2 separate regions of the Sus scrofa genome follow, and region 2 is linked to region 1. A link is a contact called in public Hi-C data. All regions are on one chromosome and are shown on one strand. The core of a region is the stretch at or near the end of the contact, and the rest is flanking DNA. Distances in the headings are between cores, read along the strand shown. Region 1 holds the start of MPHOSPH8 (M-phase phosphoprotein 8). Region 2 holds the start of ZMYM2 (zinc finger MYM-type protein 2).

Region 1 (7,861 bases), core at 2,561-5,060:
AGTCCAAAAACAGAAACAACCTAAATGTCCAACAAATGAAGAAAACGTAGTGTGTGTGTGTGTGTGCGCGTGTGCGCACACATACACACATATCTTACACATCTAATCATATCCATCACATATGTACACAATGGAATATTATTCAGTCATCAAAAATGAAACCTAGGAGTTCCCGTTGTGGCGCAGCAGGAACGAATCCGACTGGGAACCATGAGGTTGCGGGTTCGATCCCTGGCCTCATTCAGTGGGTTAAGGATCTGGTGTTGCTGTGAGCTGTGGGGTAGGTCAGCAGGTGTAGCTCCGATTCGACCCCTAACCTGGGAACCTCCACATGCCACAGGTGCGGCCCTAATAAGACAAAAAGACACAGACACAGACACACAGACACACAGACACACAGACACACACACACACACACACACACTCGGAGAAACCTAGCCATTTACAACAACATGGATGGGCCTCAAGGGCATTATGAACAGTGAAATAGGTCAAAGAAAAATAAAAACTATGTGATCGCACTTACACATGGACTATTAAAACAAAACACCCCAAGGAGCCCCCATTGTGGCTCAGCAGAAACGAATCTGAGTAGTAACCATGAAGACACAGGTTCAAGCCCTGGCCTCGTGCAGTGGGTTAAGAATCTGGTGTTGCTGTGGCTGTGGCGTACGCCAGTGGCTACGGTCCAGATTCGACCCCTAGCCTGGGAACTTCATAAACCATGGGTAGGGCCCTAAAAATTAAAAAAAAAAAAAAAAAAAAAAAAAAAGACGAAAAAGAAACAAAACCCCTGAAGCTCACCAGAGAACAGACTGGTGGTGCCTGAGGAAGGGGTGGGGGATGGAAACAAACGGGAGGAGGGTCGAAAGGTACAAACATCCAGGTACAACATCGCTGGGTGACGGGCCATCATCAACCTGGAGCACGGCGACCAGCGTGACTAACCCTGTACTGCGTGGACTGCGTATCCGAAAGTCGCCAGGAATGCAGATCTTGCAGTTCCCAGGTGGCTCAGCAGGTTAAGGATCTGGCATTGTCACTGCTACGGCTTGGGTTCCATCCCTGGCCCACAAACTTTTGCATGCTGTGGGCATAACCTTAAAAGGTCTCCTCACAGGAGTTCCCATCACGGCACATGGGAAAGGAATCTGACTAGGAACCACGAGATTGTGGGTTCGATCCCTGGCCTCGCTCAATGGGTTGGTTAAGAATCTAGCGTTGCCATGATCTGTGGTGTAGGCCATAGATGTGGCTCTGATCCTGTGTTGCCGTGGCTGTGGTGAAGGCCAGCAGCTATAGCTCTGATTTGACCCCTAGCCTAGGAACCTCCATATGCCACGGGTGTGGCCGTAAAAAGCCGCACTGTTCAATACCCAGTCTCACTGAGAAGCAAGAACAAACTTTTTTTTTTTGGTCTTTTTAGGGTCATACCTGCTGCATATGGCAGTTTCCAGGCCAGGCAGGGGTCGAATTGGAGCTGCAGCTGCCGGCCTACACTACAGCCACAGCAATGCCAGAACTGAGCCATGTCTGTGACTTGCACCACAGCTTATGGCAACGCCAGATCCTTAACCCACGGAGTGAGGCCAGGGATCGAACCTGCATCTTCATGGATTGTAGTCAGATCTGTTAACTTCTGAGCCACGACAGGAACTCTCAAGAACAAACTCTTGCGATCGTTTCCCACATGAACCGCAGGGCACAATTCTAGCTATACGCTTAACACCTGTGGATTTTAATCATACAACCACAAGGTGATAAACATTCCAAACTGAGTGCCAACCACTGCTCCCTCCCATTTTACCCTTCAGTGATCCCCACACTGCCTTCCAGTCATCCTGCCCTTTGCGGAGGGATCAAGCCTCAGCACCCAACAGGAGCAGAAGCTAAGAAATAATGCAAAGAGAACAATCTTGGTCTCATGACTTCCAAAAATAATCCCGGAAATCTTCATAATTTAAAAACAATAATTATGAGTGTCAGTTTAATGGTTCAGCTATATAACTGGGTGGGGAGACAGTTACTGTATCAACTGAAAATGCATGTACATTCTTTTCAGTAAAATAGTCTGCAAAAAGAAAACTGCTAATATATGACATTGTAAGAGCTTCTATGAAGGTGTAGTTAAAACTGAGGATGAACCAGGTTGAGACAGCATGGCTGCTTAATCAGCCTGCAGGAAGGGAGGCAGAAGAAAGGAAATCTCAGGCAACAGTGCTGCCTTCAAAAAGAGCAGTGTTTTTCCCCCTTTTAGGGCCACACCTTTGGCACATGGAAGTGCCCAGGCTATGGGCCGAAGTCGAGTTGCAGCTGCCTGCCTATCTTAGAGCCATAGCAATGCCAGATCCAAGCCACATCTGCAACCAACGCCGCAGCCTGCAGCAACACCACAGATGCTTACATTGTATATGGGAAAATTATACTTCAAGACGTCCCACTTTTTACTGTTTGTAACTAACAATAATATTGATGACACTTCATTTCAATTATTTATCCCCCACTGGACAGGATAGCTTTTTTTTTAATACTTAATGAATTTCATCACACTTACAGGTGTACAACAATCACCACAACCTAATTTTACAGCATGGACAGGGGAATTTTTAACGTCAGCAACTGAGTATGATACAACTAATCTCTGTATCCTCAGGACCTAACACAGCACCCAGCATGCAGTAGCTGAGACCAAAAAAGTCCGTGAATGGACAAAAAAAAAAAAAAAAAAAAAAAAAAACAAAACACACACACACAAAGTAGTGTACGCAAATGGGAAATAAAAGACAATAAAAAGAACACAACATATATAACGACCACCGTATAGGACCTTTGGTTATCTTACTCCTATTTACTAAAAGAGATTATTTGCCATCCTTATTATTGTCCGTCCTTGCACCCTCTTACTTTCCCTCAGCCTCCAGCCCACAATTCATTCGCCCACTTAACAATCTGATGTACACTAAGCAACTACTGCAGGCTAAGCATTAAAGTGATAAAACATCATTTTGTTATCACTTCAATAACAAAACTTAAAACGCATAGTCATGTACTAGAAGAGGCCTACAGTCTACAAGACAAACATATAAGAACGATAAATAAATCCTAAAACAAAAGTCTACACCCAGCGTCAGTGGGGCACCTCACTCTGTTGGGATCAGGGTCAAACGAGGCTTTCACGGGGGAAGAGAACAGGAGTTCCCCGGGAGAGGAACGAGGATGCTCAGGGCCTCTGGACCTGAGATGTGCCCTGTGGGGAGAAGGCGAGGACGAAGGCCCAAAAGCGGAGCACAGTCCCCACGTCCCCTGCGGCGAGAAACGTCCCCTGCGGCGAGAAACGCCCCCGCACCGCCTCCAGCGCCTCCGCCGCGCCGACCGCCGCGCGTGGGCCGCCCCGCACGTACCCCCTCCGTCTTCATGTCCAGGATCTTCTCCACCTCGAACACATCCTCGCCGTCCTCCTCACTGTCCCCCGCGGCCTCCGCTCCTTTCGCGGCCGCTTCCTTTTCTTCGCTCAACGCTCCGGCTCCCCCTCCTTCGACTGCAGGCGACTCTCCACTGCCGTCGGCTCCCGAACCGGCAACCGCAGCCGCGCTCGCCCCGTCCGCGTCCGCCTCCGCCATAACGGAGCTCTGCTAGCGGCGGGGAGAGGGACTGTGACACGCGCCCGCCCGCAGTCAGTCCCTCTGCCAGGCGGACGCGAAGGGCCCGACCGCGCCAATGGCGGGTTCCTGGCCCCGGAACGACGCGCGCGCACACCAACCACGTCAGGACGGGCGCGCCGGCGCCCCGCGCGGCCCACAGGAAGCGGGTGGGCGGGCCAAGGGGCCGCCGGGCGGAAGGAAGGGCCGGGTGTGGGGGCGGGGCTTGTCGGGAGAGTGGGCTGGGACAGCGGAGGGCGTGCGCTGTGGGAAGCCGCTCCCGGAGGGGAGGCTGCGGAGCGGCGCTGGGGGGCGGGGCTTGCAGGGCCGCTGGGGGCGGGGGCGGGGGCGGGGGCGGCAGAGCGCAGGGAGGCCTCCTGGGGGCGGGTTTCCGGCGGGCGCGCCCCACAGCCAGGCTTTCAGGGCGAGCACCGCCTGCGGCAGACAACGCTAGGCTCTTATCTGGATCGTCATCTGTGCGAATAGATTAGCGAGTGAATGATGCAAACACAGCTCCTAGTGCCGTTTCAGTTTAGGGAGTACTGTTTAAATAAATATTAAAAATATTTTAGTTGGGTTTTCTTTTATCCACTGGAAAAAAATAAGAGGATATGATGAAAGAAATTTGTCCAGGTTAGTAATGACTGACAAAAATAGTCCTCCCTGGAGTTCCCGTCGTGGCGCAGTGGTTAACGAATCCGACTAGGAACCATGAGGTTGCGGGTTCGGTCCCTGGCCTTGCTCAGTGGGTTAACGATCCGGCGTTGCCGTGAGCTGTGGTGTAGGTTGCAGATGCGGCTCGGATCCTGCGTTGCTGTGGCTCTGGCGTAGGCCGGTGGCTACAGCGCCGATTCGCTGGGAACCTCCATATGCCGCGGGAGCGGCCCAAGAAATAGCAACAACAACAACAACAACAAAAAGACAAAAAAAAAAATAGTCCTCCCTCAAAAAGAATCGTCACCCAAAGTTGCTAGGTCAAATATTTTTCTTTTTTGCTTTTTATGGCTGCACCTGCGGCCTATGGAGGTTCCCAGGCGAGGGGTCCAACTGGAGCTACAGCTGCTGGCGGACGCCAGAGCCACAGCAACACAGGATCCAACCTACACCACAGCTCATGGCAACGCAGGATCCCTAACCCGCTGAGGGAGGCCAGGGATCCAACCCGCAACCTCATGGTTCCTAGTTGGATTCGTTTCTGCTCCACCACAACGGGAACTCCCATTTTTCTCCCTTTTAATTACAGATAAGCAAATAAAGTCTTTATAGCAGCAAGCTTTTTATTTAATCTGTCCACAGAAAATGAATGCACAATGTGAGAGTTAAGTTTATTTGGGACAAAGTGAGGACTATAGGAAGAAAAAGCTTCTCGGCTCCAAAGACGGGGAGGAGGTTGTTCCACGTGATTTTGGTGGAGGGTACATAGGGTTCAGGAACACAATTTTGCAGAAGGTTGCTGCTCATGAGAGGGCAAATGTCCCTAGTGATGATTTCAGTGCTTTTCTAGATGTAAGATGCAAGAAGTTGGGCTTATAAAATTTTTGCCTGAAAATACCCATCTGAAGTCCTGTTTCAGTTTTTCCCAGAGCACAGAGCACCCCATTTCTGATCCCCCTACTGGGTGTGCTGAAGGCCAGGGACTGTGACGGCTAGTGACATAATTCCTTTTTTTTTTTTTTTTTGTCTTTTTTTAGGGCCTCACCCTTGGCACATGGAGGTTCCAGGCTAGGGGGTCGAATTGGTGGTACAGCTGCCGGACTGTGCCACAGCAACACAGGATCCGAGCTGCATCTGCGCCCTACATCACAGCTCATGGCATCACCGGATCCTTAACCCACTGAGCGAGGTCAGGGATCGAACCTGCATCCTCATGGATGCTAGTCAGATTTGTTTCCACGGAGCCACTAGTGACATAATTCTAATAGAACCAGATGGCGAGTGACATTTTTAGTTCGCAACTTAATTTACAAAATTAACTCCATCTCACTGAGGTTACTCTAAGCCTAATCTAGGAACCAGCAGATCACTTTGGAGAACATCGCCAGATCGTTTTTTTCTTTTGGCCACGCCCACAGCATGCGGAAGTGCAGGGGTCAGAGATCACCCCTTTGCTACAGCAGTGACCGAGCCATAGCAGTGACAACATCGGATCCTTCAACCGGGAGGCCACTGGGGCACTCCTACCAGATCGTTGCGCTGGCTCAATGATGTGCTTGCTTGCTTGCTACGTGTGTCCTGTGCACCATCCTATGGTAAGTACTGGGAACACACAGATGAACCCATCGTGGTCTGCCCTCCAGGGACTCTCAGCCTCTAAAGGGAGAAACAGCAATTCTAATAATTAGATATATTTTAAAGTAAGTTTTTTCAGAGAGTTCTCTCATAGCACAGCCAGTTAAGGATCTGGCTTCGTCTCTGCCGTGGCACGGGTTCCACCTCGGGCTCAGGGAACTTCCACATGCCTTGGGCGCGGCCACAAAAAAAAAAAGGGGTAGAACAACCAGATTTGAGAGCTCATGTTGACAAAAATGTTGATCCTTAATCTATTTAAGACTTTAGATGGAATGTCCACCTTACAGGAAATGTGGGGAAAGAGAAATGGGAGCAATCAGACATATCCAGAATACGGGACTTTCTGAGGACAACTGGCCAGCTTCTTCGCCAGCCAAAGAGGGAAGAAAGCTATCAAGTTTAAGGTTACAAGAGAATGGTGTGACTTACTTATGTCATGAAATGATTATCACAGTCAGTTTTAGTGAACATCCATCATCTCATATAGACACAAAATACAAGAAAAATATCTTGTGGGGAGTTCCCTTCATGGCTCAGCCATTAACAAACCCGACTAAGATCCATGAGGATGTGGGTTCGATCCCTGGCCTCGCTTAATGGGCTAAGGATCCAGTGTTGCCGTGAGCTGTGATGTAGGTCGCAGACTCAGCTTGGATCCCCAGTTGCTGTGGCTGTGGTGTAGGCTGGCAGCTATAGATCCGATTCACCCTCTAGCCTGGGAACCTCCATATGCCACGGGTGCAGCCCTAAAAACCAAAAAAAAAAAAAAAAAAAAAAAAAGGCAAAAAAAAAAAAAAAAAAGCAAAACATCTCGTGATGAGAACCCTTTGGATATGCTCTCTGAACTTTCATATATAACATACATCAGTGTGAAATATATTCACCATATTGTCCTTATATGCCTGGTACTGACTTATAACTGGAACTTTGTACCTTTTGACCATGTTCATCCAATCTCCGCCCCCCCACCCACCTCTGGGAACCACAAATATAATCTCTTATTCCAGGAGTTTGCTCTTGAAGTATAATTGGCCTACAACAGCTATATTAATTCCTGGTACACAACGCAGTAACTAAATATTTGGTACATTATGAAATAAATACCATGTAGTGATTTCAATTTTGATAAATATTGCAAAACTTGGTTTTATTGGTATACATTTTGAGTAACAAGGTCCAGAAGTATCTCATTTGCCTTCTGTAATTATGTCAAGCAAACAAGCAGCCAAGGCCAAGAGCAGACTGATTTTGAGACAGGCTGGGACCTGGGACCTGGACCCTTGAGGGCAGTGCTTGCACCTTGACAAACGTTTTCTCCAGCAACAAAATACAAAGAAACCGTGAGCGACGAAAAATAACTGTACATGCACAGTTAAGGCCAATTATGGAAAGATACAAAAAGACTAACTGCCACTTCTGAAGAACCAGGAGCAAAAGCAGTGTACAATGCAAGCCCCCTGCACACACTGGCACCAAAGGGGTGGGCAGACCCCCTAAGCGACCCCCTGACCAGAGCCCCGGACCCGCCTGACCCTCTCCTCATAGAAGGATCCAGCTGCGCTCTCGGCTAGCGAGGGAACAGGTACTGATTTCTCTCCCCCTGCTGCATCCAGAGCCCTGGTAAAGCCATTTCTTGTCTGGCTTCTTATCAATTTCTATTGATTAAGGAAGGCCAAGAACCCTGGTTGGTAACAATTTGGCCAGTAAAGATATAACAAGACTGTTTTAGATTTATGTATTTACTGGTTTACTTATTTTATTTTTTTGAGGGTCGCATCTGCAGCATATGGAAGTTCCCAGGCTAGAGGTCAAATCAGAGCTGTAACCGCTGGCCTATGCTACAGCCACAGCAACGACAGATCCAAGCCACATCTGCAAATCTGCAACCTACACAGCAGCTCACAGCAACACCAGACTCTTTAACCCACTGAGTG
Region 2 (7,861 bases), core at 2,616-5,115, 210 kb before region 1:
TGTGGTGTAGGTCGCAGACGTGGTTCAGATCCCGCATTGCTGCAGCTGTGGTGTAGGCTGGCATCTGTGGCTCCAATTTGGACCCCAGCCTGGGAACCTCCATATGCCACAGGTGCAGCCCTAAAAAGCAAAAAATAAATAAATAAAACATAAAATAATATAAAAGAACTTTGGCTTTCATAAGTATACATGTGTCGATTATACATTTGGTTATGTCCTCATCTCCGAATGTCTACTAGACAAACTCATTCAACCTTCGTGCATCAATATCACAAATAAGAACAAAGGAAAAAGATAAACCTTTTGTAAAAATATGTGGTGATAAAGCAAGCATTGCTCATCTAGCTGAAAGAGCAAATCTTTGTTACATTATATCTAAATGATCTAATGCCTGAAAAGAACTTTAAACTCATTACAAAACTTATATTCACTCAAGTTACAGTCTTGGGAAACTACTACAGATTCTAAATTGTACAAAGACACAATGAAAAAGAGAACATATTATTTCTTTTTTTGGAGGAGGACACACCCGCAGCACACTGAAGTTCCCAGGTCAGGGATTAAACCCTCACCAACAGCAGTGACAACGCCTGATCCTCAACCACTAGGCCACTAGGGAACTCCAAGAATATATTATTTCTGATTCAAATACATACTGTTAGGTTTTTTTGTTTTTGTCTTTTTATGGCTACACCCGCAGCATATCGAAGTTCCCAGGCCAGGAATTGAATTGGAGCCACAGCAGCAACCACAGGTGCAGCAACGCTAGATTCTTTAACCCACTGCACCAGGCAAGGAATCAAACCAACACTGCTACACTGATCTGAGCCACTGCAGTCTGATTCTTAAACCACAGCACCTTGGCAGCAACCCCTTTTTTTTTTTTTTTTTTTTTTTTAAGGCACTAAAATAGTGATACCTGAGATGCTCCTATTTTTTTTCCTTTTTTGGGTGGGAGGAGGGTGGGCCACACCCGTAGCACATGAAGTTCCCGGGCAGGGATTGAACCTGTGCCACATCAGTGGCCACAGAGGATCCTTAACCAGGTGAGCCATCAGGGAACTTCACAACCATTTTTTAAAAGGTACTCAATGAGATATAAACATTTTCTATTTGTTTACCCACTGTTTTCTAGGAAAAGAACACAGACAGGCCATTGTAACCTTCGAATTTTTTCACTGTTTCAATTTCTAAACTTGTAGAACAAATATATGCTCTAGAACAGGACAACACATTTGCTGAACTTAGACCTGTAATCAAACTGGTTCGGTTCCAATCCTTGCTTTACCAAATACTCCTACCTGGGTGTTTGCCTACGCCCGTTTCCTCCCCTACAAATCAGGAATAAAAACACTGGGTTTCCGTAAGGATTAAATTACTTAATACATGCTTAAATTAGTCTGGACGTGCTAAAAATTACACAATGCAAACGACAGGCACAGAGAAGTTCAAAATACTATTCTCGTTCATAAATTTGAAAGTTTCCATCATTAACTTAAAAAAAAATTTAATTTAGTATTGTGCTGGCACACAATAGGGGCTCAATACATGCTGCAGGCTATCTGCCAAGATTCAAGTAAATAATAGGTGGAAGTGCCCAGCACCTGCCTAAAGTCGCGTTGGTTTAGTACAAGTTGCCACCCTGGCTTCTTCCTTCAGTCAGTATTCAGCATACACTCATCAGCCATTACCTTTTGACCCACTGGGACTTAATATTCAGGCATAAGCTACTATGCGGATGACTCACCTCTGACAGAGATCTACAAGTTAGGATATCAACTGTCAGTGAGCTCCAGAGATACAATGTATCTATCCAGAATGCTAACTTCACTGATATTTTGTAACTAATTTCAATTGACCGGAAATGCCTGGTTATGTTTATTTTACTGTCTCCCACAGTACAAGACCGCCTTAAAACCAAAAAACTGCAAGCATTAGAAGAGAACTCTCAGTAACACGTTCAAGAGTAACTCAAGTGAAGACTAAGCATCACAAAAGATGAAGGACTAAGTAACCAGAGCAGTGGACTGCTCTGATCAGACACCAGTAAACTGAGAACTGGAGTAGACTCATGCCCTTTCTTAAGCAAACACATGAAAGAGATCTACCACCGCATGAACCCCAAGAGTCAAAACGTGTTTGTTATGTCACACAGCAAGAGTTAAATATGGATGTTTCTCCAATCCCTTCAATCGATTATCCATTGTAATGGAAGAAAAGTGTTAAAGATGGTTGCACACACAGCATCAGAAAGGAAACAACCTCAGTTCCCACCATGGAACTCTAGAGGGCACCAGCAATATGCCCTCCTTCGCACCACCCCTCCTCCCGGGTAACGTGAGCAGCTGCAGGAGCCCGTCGTCTGGTTGCTGAGGTTGGTATTGCAGCAGGAGAGATGTCTGCAGCGGTGCAAACAGCAGCGCCCACTCCCAGCTGCCTCACCAGCCATTACCCAGGCTTCGCCCCGGGGGCAGCTGCCACCCCGGGGAAAGCTCCTCCCACTCAAAATAACGGAGACGCACTAGTCCCCCCCGGCCGAAGCCCTACAACCTGACAACGTCCTCTAAGAGCCTCAAAATACGGGCAAAAGACTCACAATGGGGGTGCTTTCCTCCTCACGTTCTGCCAAAGATGCACCAGGTAGGGTTGAAGGCGAATCCTGGTCCTGGGGTAGGAGGAAAAATGAAACATGCATCAAGAACATCTAACCAGGTGGGAGAAGCAAGCCTTTTCCACCAGGAGGAGGCAGAGAAGGGAATAAGAGGTCAAGGAGCCTCGGACCTTCGATTGTTGCTTCCCAGCCCGTTACCAACAACCCCCTCCTATGTAAAGTAGAGCAAAACGACGTTAAATATTTATTTGGGACCAAAACCCACGTGAAAGGCAAAACCTGGAGGGAGGAGGCGGAGGACGGCGAGCCTGCTCCGGGAGGGAGAGGGGGAAGGGCGGGTGCAGCCTCGACGCCAGCGGGGAATCCTATCCCCCAATCGGCCCACCCAGCGCCATCCCCGGCGCGCCGGCACCCACTCGGGGGCGGAGGGGGGGTTCGAGTCGCCGCCAGGCGGAAACCCCCTGCATTTGCCCCGAGCACTTGCCCAGGGCCCGAGATTTGCCCCCCCCGCCGCAGTCGGCGACCGGCAGCGCTGCCTCCCCGTCCGCCATTAGAGACCCAGCCAAACAATACGTGCGGAGCCGAGCCGCGCGCGCGCCGAGGCCGGGGCGGCCAAGGAGGGGACCAGGCGCAGGGCGCCCGCGCCCTCGCCCCCGAACTTGGAGACCTCGCGCCGCGCCTGGGAGGGTGCGAACGCGCCGCGAGCGCCCACGGAGGCGCCCCTCCCCCACCCGCCCCACCCCCACCCCGCGACCCCCGCCGCCCGCCCCCACCCCGGGCGGCCCCGGGCGACCCCCGCCGCCGGCGTCCGCCTCACCCGGCCCTCGCGGCCGCGCCTGCACGCCCGCAGCCCGCGGGCCGCCCGCCAAGGCGCCTGGGACATGAGCGGAGCCGCCAGCAGCCCGAGGCCCCGACGCGGCAGCGGCGACGGCGGCCGCGCCGCGGGCGCTCGTCCCGGGTCGGTGGGAGGCTCCGGAGGCTGCCCTCACCCATCTCCGCCTCCCGGCGCCTCCGCCTCCGCCTCCGCCTCCGGAGGCTGCGCCGCTCCCGGCCACCCCCACTGTCGGCGGCCCTGGGCTGGAGACACAGCGGGGACAAGCCTCACCCGGTTCTGGCTGCGGCTCCGCGGAACGAACCTCCCCGCCCCCGGCCCACCCCCCTTCGGGAACCAGCGCAACTCCGATCGGTCCAGTCCCGGCTTTAGCGCTGGTGAGGAGGCGGAGGCGGCGGCCGCGGCGGCGCGGCCCGACCCGCCAGGCCCCGCCCTCCGCGCCCTCACTGGCCGGCGTGGAAGGCGGGCCCGGCGCCGCGGGCACGCCCATTGGCTGCGTCCGCCTTCCTTCAGGACACCCTCGAGGGGCTGGCCCGACGGCTTGTCCGTCAGGCGCAGGCCACACCCCCGCGTCTCCGGCCCACCCCGCCCCTCCGCCCCCGCCCCCACCCCAGCCCGTCAGGGTCGGGCCGCCGACTCCCCTGCGCGCCGCACCGGCCGCCGTTCGGCCCCTGGCGCTCGGGGGCTGTCGGGGCCCCGCGGCCCAGGGGCCTCAGCCTGGGCGTCCGGCCGCTACGGCGGCTGCGAGCGACGCCGCGCGGGGAGCGCCGCGGCCTCGATGTCCCCAACGCCCTCCCTGTCCAGTGTCTGGCGGCCCCGGGAGGGGCGAGCGGGCGGGGGGGGCGGCCACGGGGGCGGCAGCCGGGAGCCCCGGGCCGGGGCCGGGGCGGGGGCGCCCGCGGGCTCCGAGGGCCGGCAGCGCTTCCCCTCGCCGCAGCCCCGTGGGGAGGCGTCCCCCGCTCCCGTCATGGCTGCGGGAGGAGGCGACGTCCTCCATCTTGTCGGGCTCGGGGGTGGGGGGCGGGGGGGCCGCCCCCACGCGTCCCGGGAAACCGGGCTGGGCCCCGCCGGGCGGCCGCGGGGACGGCGCCCGCTGCCGACTCGGCGCCCGGGAAGCGGCCGGCGCGACGGGGCCGGACCCAGACGCCGCTCCCCGCCGCCGCCCGCCAAGATGGAGGCGCAGCGGGCTGCGCGGAGCGGGCGCCCGCCTGTCGGAAGGGCCGGGCCGCCCCGCGCCGGGGCCGCCGCCTCCCTGGCCCTGGGCGGACGAGGCCCCGCGCTCCCCGGCCGCCCGGGGCGGGACGGAACCCAGGGGCGGCCGGGCGGCCGGGCGGCCGCGCGGGCTCGACCGAGGAGCCTTCCGGGCCGCGGGGCCTCTTTTGTTCGCCGTCTACAGCTCGGCCCCGGGCGCACGTCACGGGCGGTGCGGGTTCCGCGGTTCCACGTCAGGGGGAGCTCGGAGGCCGGCCCGGCCCGGCCCGGCGCGGCCTGGCGGCTGTCGGGGCCGCTGAGCCCACGCTGTTGGGCGCTAAATGGGTGAACAAGTTGGACCAAAATTTCATGGTGTTCTCACAACACTGCCTAGTAGTAGAGACACGAACGATGTTACATTTTAAAGTTCAATGCGATGATGAACAACATGAAGTTTTTAATGAAGTTACAGTCATGCATGAAGGTTTCACGAAGAACTGAGGTTTTAGAGACGCCACTCACTGAACAGTCTGGTAAAATATAAGACTCATAAATTTACAAATGAGGTAATTCTTCCACCTATGGAAAAATGCAGTAAATACACTGTTATCCTCATTTTTCTTTTTTTTTTTTCTTTTTTTTTTCTTTTTTTTTTTTTTTTTGCTATTTACGGCCACACCTGCAGCACATGGAAGTTCCCAGGCCAGAGGCTGAACCGGCATAAGCCACAGCAAGTTGGATCTAAGCCACCTTTGCCACCTATACCACAGCTCTAGACAACGTCAGATCTTTAACCCACTGAGCAAGGCCAAGGATCAAACTTGCGTCCTCATGGATACTAGTCTGATTTGTTTTCACTAAGCCAGGACAGGAACTCCAACATACCGCTATTTAGATGGAAGGATATCCATCATGTATTTCAACCCCCTTTCTCCAAAGGGTATCACCTATCTTTCTACAAACATTTCATTGTTATAAAACTTAAGTTTTCAATACGGTAAAATAAGACTTTATCACACTGTTCCGTTTTACAGTGGCACTCCTGATGTCACTATCTTCACAACAGAAATGTCCTCTATTAGCAAATGTGGGGCAACATTGTAATAACTCCATGAAAACTTAACACCACCATCCTTTTCTGTTAACATGAACCATTGCAATAATTTCTCTTTATTGAGGTTACACTTAGTTTGAAGGCTTAAATAAAGATTCTTGCGAATAAACTCAGCCATAGACTTAGAGAATGCATTAGAGCAGTTTCCATCGTGGCACAGGGGAAATGAATCCAACTTAGGAACCAAGTGGTTGCCGGTCCAATCCCTGGCCTCGCTCAGTGGGATAAGAATCTGACGTTGCCCTGAGCTGTGGTGTAGGTCACAGACGCAGCTCAGATCCTGTGTTGCTGTGGCTGTAGTATAGGCCTGTGGCTATAGTTCCAATTAGACCCTTAGCCTGGGAACCTCCTTTTGCCTTGGGCTCGGCCCTAAAAGAAAAGAAAAGATTCCACATACAAGTGATAACATAGAGTTTTTGTCTTTGTCTGACTTTTTCTACTAAGTGTGATACCCTCTAGGTCCATCCATTTTGTTGCAAAAGACAAAACTTCATTCTTTTTACAGCTAAGTAGGATTCCATTGTACATATGTACCTCATCTTCTTTATCCGTTAATATGATGATTAACACTTAGGTTTTGGAGTTCCGTCGCGGTGCAGTGGTGAACGAATCCAACTAGGAGCCATGAGGTTGCAGGTTCAAACCTCAGCCTTGCTCAGTGGATTAAGGATCCGGTATTGCTGTGAGCTGTGGCATAGGTCGCAGACAAGACTCAGATCCTGAGTTCCTGTGGCTCTGGCGTAGGCCAGAAGCTACAGCTCCGATTTGGCCCTTAGCCTGGGAACCTCCATATGCCGAGAGAGCAGCCCAAGAAATGGCAAAAAGACAAAAAAAAAAAAAAAAATGATGCTTTTTTGTAAATGATGATTGTAAATGATGCTGCTATGAACATTGCAATGCATATATCATTTCAAATTAATGTTTTCACGTTCTCTCTCTCTCTCTATGCTCAAGACTGGAATTGCTAGATAACTAATAGTAATTCTACTATTAGTTTTTTGAGGAACCTCCCTACTGTTTTCCATAGTGGCTGCACCAATATTCATTCTCACAAACAGTGTGATGTGTTCCCGTTTCTCCACTCAATAGCTCTTCTGACAGGTGTGAAGGAATATCATATTGTGCTTTTGATTTGCATTTCTCTGATAATTAGCAATGTTAAGCATCTTTTCATGTGCCTGTTGGCCATCTGTATGGCTTCTTTGGAAAAATGTCTTTTCAGGTCTACCCATTTTCTTTTTATTGCTTTCTTTCTTTTTTTTTCTTAGAACCACACCTGCAGCATATGGAGGTTCCCAGGCTTGGGGTCAAATAGCAGCTACAGCTGCCAGCCTACACCACAGCCCCAGCAATGCTGGACCCGAGCCAAGTCTTCCACCTACACCGCAGCTCACGGCAATGCTGAATCCCCAACCCACTGAGCGAGGCCAGGGATTGAACCCGCATCCTCATGGATACTGGTTGGATTCATTTCTATTGAGACACAAGGGGGAATTCCCCAGGTTTGCCAATTTTCTAATCAGAGTATTTGATTTTTTTATATTAAATTGTATGATGTGTTTTTATGTTTTTGATAATAACCCCTTATTGGTCATATCATTTACAAACATTTTCTCCCATTCAGTAGGATTTTCATTTTGTCAATGTTTTCCTTTGCTCTGTGAAAGCTTTTAACTTTAATTAGATCCTATTTGTTTATTTTTATTTCCATTACTCTAGGAAATGGAGCCAAAATGCTATTGCTTCGATTTATGTCAGTGTTCTCCCTATGGTTTGTTTTCTTTTCTTTTTTTTTTTTTTTTTTTTTTTTTTTTTTGTCTTCTTTGCCATTTCTTGGGCTGCTCCTGAAGCATATGGAGGTTCCAGGCTAGGGGTCGAATCGGAGCTATAGCCGCCGGCCTACGCCAGAGCCACAGCAATGGGGGATCCGAGCCGTGTCCGCGACCTACACCACAGCTCACGGCAACGCCGGATCCTTAACCAACTGAGCGAGGCCAGGGATCGAACCCATAATCTCATGGTTCCTAGTCAGATTCGTTAACCACTGAGCCACAACAGGAACTCCTATGGTTTGTTTTCTGTGTGTGTTTTTCTTTTTTCTTTTGGGTCCCAA

Evidence for each region. Hi-C and Micro-C count contacts between places; a contact is called where the count stands out from the background.
Region 2: a contact with region 1 is called in a Hi-C map of liver, with 2.0 times the contacts expected there. The contact joins the promoter of ZMYM2 here to the promoter of MPHOSPH8 in region 1. A contact is called at or near these places in 2 of 5 promoter capture datasets (fetal liver and liver), 2 of 47 Hi-C or Micro-C datasets (liver and psoas muscle) and 1 of 2 datasets of contacts at active chromatin or transcription factors (alveolar macrophages).

The regions. Positions count from the first base shown.
Region 1 is chr11:442,968-450,828 of Sscrofa11.1, reverse strand. It overlaps MPHOSPH8 (M-phase phosphoprotein 8), which reads right to left and starts at 3,810. Exons shown (of 14, transcript XM_013980701.2): 1 at 3,402-3,810. The coding sequence starts at 3,620. It overlaps LOC100738653 (a long non-coding RNA gene), which reads right to left. Exons shown (of 4, transcript XR_002336586.1): 4 at 7,048-7,861.
Region 2 is chr11:657,318-665,178 of Sscrofa11.1, reverse strand. It overlaps ZMYM2 (zinc finger MYM-type protein 2), which reads right to left and starts at 3,865. Exons shown (of 25, transcript XM_021065428.1): 1 at 3,717-3,865; 2 at 2,597-2,665. It overlaps LOC110255873 (basic proline-rich protein-like), which reads right to left. Exons shown (of 5, transcript XM_021066006.1): 5 at 4,176-4,971. The coding sequence ends at 4,176.